Regions from separate parts of the Gossypium arboreum genome. Here region 2 is linked to region 1. The links are chromatin contacts, called in public Hi-C maps. All regions are on one chromosome and are shown on one strand. Each heading gives the region's core, a stretch centred on a gene start, on an enhancer-like site or on the middle of the called end of the contact. The rest is flanking DNA. Distances are from core to core; before and after follow the strand shown. Region 1 has its middle 8.2 kb from the start of LOC108476854. Region 2 holds the start of LOC108478650.

The links. A called contact is a pair of places that touch in the nucleus more often than the background predicts.
Region 2: a Hi-C map of leaf shows a contact between it and region 1, with 4 times the contacts expected there. The contact joins the promoter of LOC108478650 here to the enhancer-like site in region 1. A contact is called at or near these places in 2 of 5 Hi-C or Micro-C datasets (both in leaf).

Annotation. Positions count from the first base shown.
Region 1 is chr12:45,637,342-45,642,557 of ASM2569848v2, forward strand. No RefSeq gene overlaps it. Among protein-coding and RNA genes, the nearest start is that of LOC108476854, 8.2 kb to the right of the region's middle. Within about 2 kb of position 2,295, at least 1 of the 2 cell types and tissues checked has an H3K27ac peak or open chromatin away from gene starts, as enhancers often do. A contact at or near this core is called in leaf, where this site is marked.
Region 2 is chr12:45,731,589-45,736,804 of ASM2569848v2, forward strand. It overlaps LOC108478650, which reads right to left and starts at 2,533. Exons shown (of 8, transcript XM_053023441.1): 1 at 2,054-2,533; 2 at 1,930-1,972; 3 at 1,710-1,824; 4 at 1,580-1,624; 5 at 1,452-1,511; 6 at 1,210-1,314. The coding sequence starts at 1,937.

The DNA.
Region 1 (5,216 bases), core at 1,045-3,544:
ATACAGGATCACAACCGATCATAAAACAGGACGCTCACAAAGAGCTGCGGTAGTCCGCAACACATGCATGATCACTACCAATCAGAATGCTCGCAGGAACCATATAAGAGGAAGCTTGAGAGGTCTTATAACAGAATTCTCGTAAGAGTTATGGTGTGTCTGCAACATATGCAGGACCACAATCAATCAGGAAATCTTGTATCCATCGAATTCCATTATTCAAACGGTATTTAATATTTATCGAACTTTGTCGGATATGTAACCAATTTCATGTATATGGCATTTATACAATTCACATACACAACATTCAACTCAAGCATATAAATATACACAATTTAGTTACACAAACTTACTTCGACAAATGTTCGTGCACGTAAAATCTACTAATCTGACATTTTCTCTTTTCCTCGTTCAAACTTTGAATTTGGTCTATCCAAATCTATATGAATGAATTTAACATTAATTCATGTTCATTGTAATTCAATTCACATCTTAGGCAAATTTACCATTTTGCCCCTAAACTTTTAATTAATGACGATTTCGTCCCTAGGCTTTGAAAATGAAATTCATGCAATTTAATAATTATTCCAAGTCTAGCCAAATTTCACATTTAATAATTACAACCCATGTATTTCATAAAAATTTAGAATTTTCCATGAATTTTACAACTTTACAATTTAGACCTAAAATCATTATTTCATCAAAATTCACTTTACAAAAATTGTTTATCTATTAGCAACCTTTCATTTTCTACCATAAATTTCAAATTTTCAGCATATTCATCCATGGAAAAACCCTATTACTTTAATAAATTTACAAATTAGTCCCCAAGATAGCTAAATTAAGCTATTACGATCTCGGAAATATAAAAATCATTAAAAACGGGACAGGAAAACATACCTAATTGATCAAAATAAGATTTCTTGAGCTCACTTTCTCTTAGCTAAGGTTTCCATTGAAATAATTTGGGAAAGATGGTGAAAAAGATGATATTTTCATTATTTAATTAATTATCATCTTTTATTTTTTTTCACTTTCCAATTTCATCATTTTCTTTATTTTATTTTCCATGGATGAATCATCATCCTTAACCACTAAGAATTTTTAAATGGTCTATTTACCATATAAGGACCTCCACTTTAAAGTTCTATAGCTATTTAGTCTATCCCTTTAGCTATTAGAACTCAACTTTTGCATTTTGTGCAATTTGGTCATTTATCAAATTAAACATGTAATCGATAAATTTTCTGTACGAAATCTTTATACGACATCACTATCATACTATAGACCATAAATTAATATAAAAATATTTTTTCTTCCAAAATCAGATTTGTGATCCCAAAACCACTGTTCTGATTTTACTGAAAACGGACTATTACATCAATACCTATCTACGAATAGAAGAACATACCTTAAATCTAAGTCTATTTGATAGTCTGTGTCAAAGATAAAAGAAAAAATTGTTTGAATTTTAATTCGCAAATTCATTACGTCCAAAGTTGTTTCATGAAAAAAATTGAACTGTAGAAGAGAAGAGGAAAGAAAGCTTTTGATTGGTACAGACAATGTGAACAGAGAAAGTCATATAGCATCAATTTTAACAACTCAATAACTTAAATAAAAGCTTTTAAATAGTTTAATGACCAAATCGTAACTTTTTTAAATTAAGTGACAAAAACTCATAATATTTAATCATATAATTTACCCTTTATTATATGATATATGAACATTTGGTATAGTTTGTTTACCTTTAAAATTATATTACATATGAACATTTTCTTTCTTGTTGATTAAGTTTTTCAATACCTTTTATTAAAGTAGTGGTGATTAAAATTTAAAAGTTATGGTTCAATTTGTTTAAATATGTATTATCTTTCAATAGAATAATTTTAAAGTTTAAAATTAATACTTGTAATTTTACTAAACAAGAGAGGAAGAAAGCTTATTCAAATCACTACAAAAATGTGATCTTATAAAATATTTTAAGGAGTAGAATATGAAATTTAACAATAATTTTGTTTTTGTTGAAAAAAATTATTCCATAATTGATTCATCATATCTTCAAGGTTTAAATTTTATAACTAACATATAAAGAAAATCTCTTTAACTACCTTGAGTTAAAATTTAAAAAAAAATAGTTTCATCCTTAAAATAAAGATGATTAAATTTAAACAAAATTGAAAAATAACATACCAACCAATGATTGACAAAAATATCTTGCAAGGTGTCTGTGAGCCAATAAATGTTAATGGTGGCGTATTGATGTCAACTTCACCCCATTGGAAGAGCCCAAACATGATATAATGGACCCCCAAGACACAAAAACATATGCATTGGTGGGACAACGCAATGCTCAGGTTGATTGTTAGCTTTCAAAATCATCACACCCTTTGCCCTTTTTCTATTTAAATTTGGACCTTGGTCGGATTATGCTGGATGATGATGGCCTTGTTGTAATTTCGACAGTGATTTATTTGCATGTCATTTTGAGACACGAAAGCCATTCCTCTTTTTCTCCCCTTCAAAGGATGTATATGTCTATGAACCAACACTTGTTTCATTTCAGACCTTACTTCTACCACCTTTTAATTTTATATATAAATTTTCATATATTTTAAATTTAGTGTCCACGTTATATAGCATTCGCCCCTTAAGCCATAAGGTTATACTTTATATTAATAAAATATTTTTCAGTTTTTTAATTATATAACTTTAATAATAATAAAGATTTTAAAGTCAAATTCCAGAATAATTGATTTGGCCCGTACTTATATATTTTAGGTTAGTGACTTTATGATATTTTGATCTGTATGTCTTGCTAAGGAATTATCTTCCTCTCGTAAGGAATTATCTTCCTCTCGTAAGGTGGCAACACTACTGAGAGAAATAGAAAAGAGTTTGATGCCGAGACTAAGAGCACAAGAGAACAAAAAAATACAAATTATCTTCCTCTCGGCTCCTTACGCAAAAGACCTCTCGGTAAATATTTTTACATAAATTATGTTCTTTATTTATTTGACTTATTATTTTTTCTTTTTCTTAATATGTTGTTGTTTAATATATTATTACAATTTTTAGGTTTTTCGATTAAATTATGGTCAACAAAAAGATCAAATCTTTTTTCAAGAAAAGGGTGTCAAAAAGTAATAATGATCAATTAGTTCCTCAACCTTCTGTTATTAGTGGAGAAAAATTAAATATCAGATCTTCCCAAGCTCCTGGACTAGATATTCAGTCTTCTCAATCCCAAGCTCCTGAACTCGATATTAAGTCTTCCTAAGCTCCTGAAAGAAATATCAGGTCTTCTCAATCCCAAGATCTTGAACAAGATATCGAGTCTTCTCAAGCTCCTAAACAAGATATCGGGTCTTCTCAAGTTCTTGAACGTTCTCGTAAGGTGCCAAGAGTCAAAGTAAAGGAGTTTGATGCTTCTTCTTTAGAGCATGATTCGAGATTTCAAAAATCTATGCACGACTTACTTGGTGGCATACATCGAAAAAAAGATGGCTCGAGAATTTTCAATAGATTCTATCATTGATGAGTTCAATTTTATGAGAAAATGGAGGGTGGAATTTAGGATGCCTAGTGTTGAGAAATAGGACTAAGGCCAAGTTTTTTAAATTTAATTTTTGGAATTATAATGGTATGTATGAAATTTTTAGTATAATATTAGTTATTCTTTTTTGCATATTGGAAAAAATATTTAATTTTATGTAGTGAGATTTTTTTCTTTTAATTTTTTACAGTTAAATCGTTCATGCTTTTTAAAAAACATTAAATCGATTTGTTTGATAAGAAAAAAATATCCGAGAAGAATTGACACTTTTTTACGTTAAAAAAAAATTATCCGAATTTAAAAGTTTCGCCCCCTTGAAATAAAATCATGGATCCAACCTTGACAGTGGTATTTAATATTGGTTAAATTATACTCTAAGTTCTTGTAGCCTTCATTTAGAATTTAGTCATTGTACTTTTTAGATTTAAAAATACAAGTCTTTTTGTTATTATAACACCATTAAAACTATTTTGTTAAATTTAGGTGCACGACAATATCAATTTCTTTGTTACACGGTTATCAAGTGAGAATTTCTTTATATCAAAATGTTAAACCAACGAATTTAATAGAAGAATTTTAGTAACATTAACAATTAGATATGAATTTTGAAATTGAAAAGTATTTTAAAAAGAGTTAAATAACAAATGTACAAATATTATGGGTTAGTATTTAGTAGACTAATAGTATATATTTTATTATACCACAAATAGTTTTAAAATATTTATTTTTTAATATGTTATTATATAAGACACTTGTGAAATCCATAACTTTATTAGTACAGTGTAAAAATTTCTATAAATACAATGAAATTTCAAATGTAAATCGAATACAATGGTGTTGGACTGGGTAAAAAGAAAATTTATAAAGAAGGGACATAACTGTAGGAACCTAACCTAAGGGAGTTCAAATGCTTGGAATTACTATAAAGTTTAGAGGAACGAAAGAAGAGGCCCAGACAGTTGATTGCAGCATATGCTGGGTTGGCTTTGATTCGCTTGGCCCGTTTCTAATTATCCTCTATTTTATTTTATTTTATTAATTTGCATGTTTAATTTGTCTTACCCAAAACGTTGTTTAATTTGGTTGAAAGAAAGGGATATCAGTAAATTTTTTAAAAATATTTTGTATATAAAATTAAAATGAATTTAAATAAAATTAATATTTAATATGTTGACAAAACCTAATATTTTTTATTATTATTATTTTACTACACTTTACACTAATATTAAAAATGGTCACATATCTCATTCTTCATACATATTTAATTTATCTTTATTTTACAACCGCATGTTACACTCCTTCTCAGCCTTTCTAAATCCATACACATACAGATACTGAAATTTTCTTTTTAGCCATAGATCCATATATTATCATAGAAATTAAATTGAAAAAATAATATAATAAAAAATTAAATGTGTTTGACATTCTCTTGTTCCATCACCTATGAATCTAAAAGATATGATTGCCCCACCCCCTTATGGAATTTGTTTGTGTTCCACTTTGAAATATTTGTAAAAGGATAAAGTCATTGATGCGGTGGGCGATTAGTCAAATTATTGTTGGACCGACCTACTGATGATGAATAGCTTAAGTCCCGACCCGACCCGACCCGACCTCTAATCTTTTAACAAAGCAAATGCTTTCTCTTTTGACCAATCCA
Region 2 (5,216 bases), core at 1,283-3,782, 94 kb after region 1:
GGTGAATTGAATTAATTGAATCAAGAACTGATGGTCTAATCAGTTTAATAGGTAATATATAATTGGAAATAAAGCAAACCACTGTGAAATGGTAAAAAATTGAAAACCAAGAAAAAAAGCAGACGATTCAATGGATTATAATTTTTAAAATTTTATTTGATTATTGTTAAATTGATGATTTGATGATTCAACCACTAACATAATTCTTAAAGGTATCTTATATAAACTCAACATGTGACACTTTCTAATGTGTTTTTTTTAAATTTTTCTTTTGTATTATGAAATAATTTTATGTGTATTTTAATTATTTTAGTTAGATTAAAGGTTTTCAACATTAAAATTATAATTCATATTAAAATTTTACATTTGCAGGGTATTTAAAATTAATTTATATAGCTTTTGCAATATAAAATTATATCTAATATTTTCATATTAAGTTGTTTATTGTTGGATAATCCAAATTTAAATAGCAAAAAGAAATCATCTTGTTCAAAATTTAATATAACATGTAAGGTCCTTGAAATGTTGTTCTTAATATTAAAAAAGAGAGTATTTTTACATTAAAATATATTTTCTAAAATTAAATAAAATAAACTTTATAAGTTTTTTTCCTAACAATTTATTTACTTTAAATTTTTATATATACCCTTTAATCCCTTATTTATACTTTTGATTTCCTCCATGTGTATGTATGAATAGGAAATGATCTTTATACACTATTATATTTTTAAATTAGTTTTATACACTTTCTTAACTATTTTTTTTATAATTAATATTTTAACAATAAATAAATTGAATTTATCAATATAATTGTAATATCATGCCTATACATTTTCAAATCAATCTAATATATTTATTATATCCGTCTATAATAAGTAGACAAAAACTACCAACGATGGTAATGATTGAATTAAGAATTTTAAATTAAAAGAGTAGGAGGATTAAATTTTAAACTTTTAAAATACAGGGACTAAATCTCAAATTCTATACAAGTAGATGTATTTTAACTTTATCATCATGCTGGAACTTTGCAACATATATCAAACACTTGATCTAAAGGTGCATGATCGCCGGTTCCTTCATCTTTATGAGCATATAACAGTTGTTACCTTTGAACACAAACATCCCTCCTTGATAGTATCAAAGAGGAAAACTTATATTATAACAGTGAATTTAGGGTTATACAAGCTAAAATGAAATTAGGCTTACCTGTTGCAGTACACTACTTGTTTCGTCAGGGGTGGCCTCAATTGTGTAGTTTTTTACAGCTTCTTGCAGGGACTCAAATCTTGAAAACACTTTAGTCTGCACGACCTAGACAGTGTATGATTGACAAGCATGTGTTTGTTTTATTTTTACACTCCATCAATGTAATAGATGTTTGTGTCCAAAATTACTGAAATCTGAAAAATCGAGAACAAAATACTGCAGAGAATGGAAAAGAGATGTACACTTGCTGGGTTGAAAAATGTACGACCAAAGCCATAATATAGGCCCAAAATATCATATGCCTGAAAAGGAGAATGTTAAAAAAACCAATTAAAGGGAAAATATGGATCCATTAACACACTGATATTACCTCTCGGTTTGGATCAGCGTAAAGGCAATCCATTGGAAATGGTAGCTGAATCAATTTCAGTGAGCCAACTTATGAAATTTGTTAACAACAATAATTATAATAATAATAATAAATTTGGTATCAATGGTACCCGTTCTGCAAGCAAACGTGCTTTGTTAGGTGTACCAACGCCGATTGCAATCAGTTTAACTCCAGCTGATTCAAATCTTGCTTTTGCTTCTTTCAATTCTAAACCAAGTTCCCAGCTAATAATGAATCAAAGAACATAACTTGTTTAGCAATGAATCATATAAATTTACACATACAATAAATAAATAAATAAATAAACGCCCAGTCAAGTGAGGACCAACAAGGGCATCCGAAATGGCGTAGATGTGCAACAACTGCAATTCCCTGTTGGGGGTAAAGAGAATAAATTAATAAAAGGCAAAGATCGGAGCAAGTTTTTAGCAATAAGAAAGGAGTAAAATTTACTTGGTTTTGGTCCCTAAGGTCTTTGAGAATGACAGGCTGATCAGCAGCAGTGAAAATGGTAACATCCCCAAGGACGTCACCTATATCTGCACTGAATTCAGAGGTAGAGGCTTTTCCCACGACCCCAGAGTTGTTGGTGCCATTATTGCATGTGAAAAGCTTGGCTGGTTTTAGTTTTATAGGAGAAGAAATGGGGAATTTTAATGAAGGAATTTGAGATCCAAATTTAAGAGAATTAATTGAAGAAAAATATAGAGGTCGCACCGATTGCAGGTTTTGTGAAGGTAAGGTGGTCATTGTAGGGATACAGAGGGTGGGAAACTGAAAACTTTCCAAGAAACAAAAAATGGTCGATTTATTTTGACCCCAATTTTATTTGATGAAATTTGTGGAGGGAGGAATTTCTTGTTGCTGGATTGGTGGTTGAGAGATCATCAACGTTTCTATTGTGTGGGCTGCTTATTTGGATTAGGTTTTCAATCGGCTGGGATCTAGCCCACTAAATCACTTCTTTTTTTCAAGTCCAATATTATTTCCTTTCTAAGAGTTTTTACCATCTTTTCGTGGCAGTATTGCCATTAGACTGCTCAATGATTCCATAAACTGATTAGCCATTGACTACCACCAACTTAAACCTCCTCCTAAGTTTTAAATTGGTAACTAAATTTTTTTGGGTCAATTAAATATTTGAATTTAATGTTTTAGTTTAAATTGGTACTTAAATTTAATTCTTTTTTTTTTTTAAATTAATATTTACAATGAATGATTTATTTAAACCAATTTGAATTATGAAGCCAAGTTCAAGTACCTAATTAGACACACAAAAAAAAAAAGCTTAAATAACTAAACTAAGTTCGACATCCTTTTCTTTTATCGGTAGTTCCACCAATTGATATGTTTTCACAAATAAATTGAAATTTAATTTCTTTCATTGCATATTCAATTTTTCGAAACTTATAAAGTTCTTCCGTTAAGCTTCGATCCATGAGCGCACAAAATCTTTCAAATTGCATCTGATTCGGCCTAAGTATTGTAAACATTTTTCTATTTTCATCCCCAAACATTTTAAATTTCCCATTTCTCAAAAAAATCCCACTCTTTTTTCATTATTTATCAAATGACATAAATTAATTCAATAATGATACAACTAAATGAAATTTTGTCTAATTTCATATAGGATACGAAAAAAATTATACTCAAATTTGAATTTATATTTACAATAAACAGAATTTATAGATGAGATTTAGCCGCATAGACTTTTGAATAGAATAAACCTCTACCATTATTATTATGATATTACATATTCCAATAACCAATAAAGCATTGCTCTCGATTTCGACATATCAAACATATAAATCAAATAGCCACTGGGCCTTGAAGAGTATTGCTAGGCTTCCATCATAGTAACCACTTCTAATCAAACATCTAATCAAATTGGTGCCCTCTAACTAAGCTGAAACTGGGCTGATTGAAAGCAACGCATGTCCATAAAAGGGTGAATATCATCTTCAGTACCTTGCCCCCCTCAAATTGCACACTTATTGGTGGCAGATCATGAAGCAATCTTTAGCTAAAAAACAAACCTTGCTAGGTAAAATTAATCTCCAAAGGGTTATTCGGCGTTCTGATACAAAACTTGTCTCTCTCTTAGCTATGTAGTCCCTCAGTCTCAACCTCTTTAGCATGCACTAATCTGTAAGCGGATTTTACTACGAAAATATTGTAGTATGAAAAGGTTCGCATTTTGTCCGACTGAAGTTGGGATTGAATTTGAATTTTATATTTATTTTAGATTTTTGTTTAATAGTTTATTAATTTATCATATTTATAGCTTTTTTATTAATTAAAAAGTAAATAGAATGTTAAAAACATGAAAAGTTTAAAAATTGAATTCTTGTTTTTATATATACTAGGTTTAATTTCAGGGCTACACATGTAATATTATTAAATTATAATGTAGTAATACAATTCAATAACTTTTTAAAATATAATTAATATAATTTTCATAATGTACCAATATGAAATTATAAATTTAAATTCAAAATATAAATGAAAGATAGCATAAATTTTGAATCTTAACATCAATGAAAAATCAAAATCAAAATAAATAATATTTTTCTATTTTAATATATTGATATGTAATTGTACGTGAATTATTTAAAATGTGAATATTACAATATTTTATTAAAATTTATGTATTTACCCTTGTGTATTAGTTAAAATTTCGTTTTCAATCAGGTATTGAAAATGTTAAAATGTCAAATTAGTCCTCTGAAAATAATTTTAAAAAAATCAATTAAGCTCCTCGTAAAAAAAGTGTACCTAATTAAGCTATTTGAGTTCATTTTTCCGCCAAAACTCTTGACGGATCGTTAAGTATTGACGCGGTATCCTACCTATAAAGAGTATTGATACTTATTTGTCAAAGAAAGACACTTTTAAAGGTATCAATAAAAATGTATTGTTTTCAAAATTCCAAATTGGCAAAACGCCAAAACGAATTCAATAAGTATCGATACCTATTTCTAAAGTTTTGAAAAAAATTGTATTTTGGTCCTTAATCATGCTCGAATCTATTCTATTGTATCTAAAAGCTTGATTTAGTTCTAGTTATATTCATAAATACTAATGTGCATGTGATTGTAATGGTTTAATGTTTTTATTTTTAAATCGAATTGAATGATATAATTTGTGTGTGATTGTTCTGGTGATTGTGGTAGCATTCTGTAGCTCGGGTTCGGCGACTGGATCGGGTTAGGGGTGTTACATAAGTCCTTGAAGAATTTCCTTGAATAAATCTGATATTTATCTCTAAAAAGTAGTACTTCAATCACCAAAAGATAATAAGACTTTCATGTTTATCAAGCTTGTAACGACCCGAAAGTCAGTGGTGTCAAAAAGTGCGGTTTTAGAACCTCGTTTATGCAAATCAGACTCGCAAATATTGTTATTAAATATTTACGGAGTTGCGTTAGAAGTGAATTGAATTTCAGACAAGTAATTTGGTCAAAATAGTGTTTAATAAGGGTATAGGGACTAAATTGTAAAAGTGTCAAAATTTTTATTACTATATATTTATAATAATTAGAAGTGAATTAAGGAATAAAATGATCATTATACCCACTTATAGGTTAGTGGACGGTAGCTTGGTTTATATTTATAA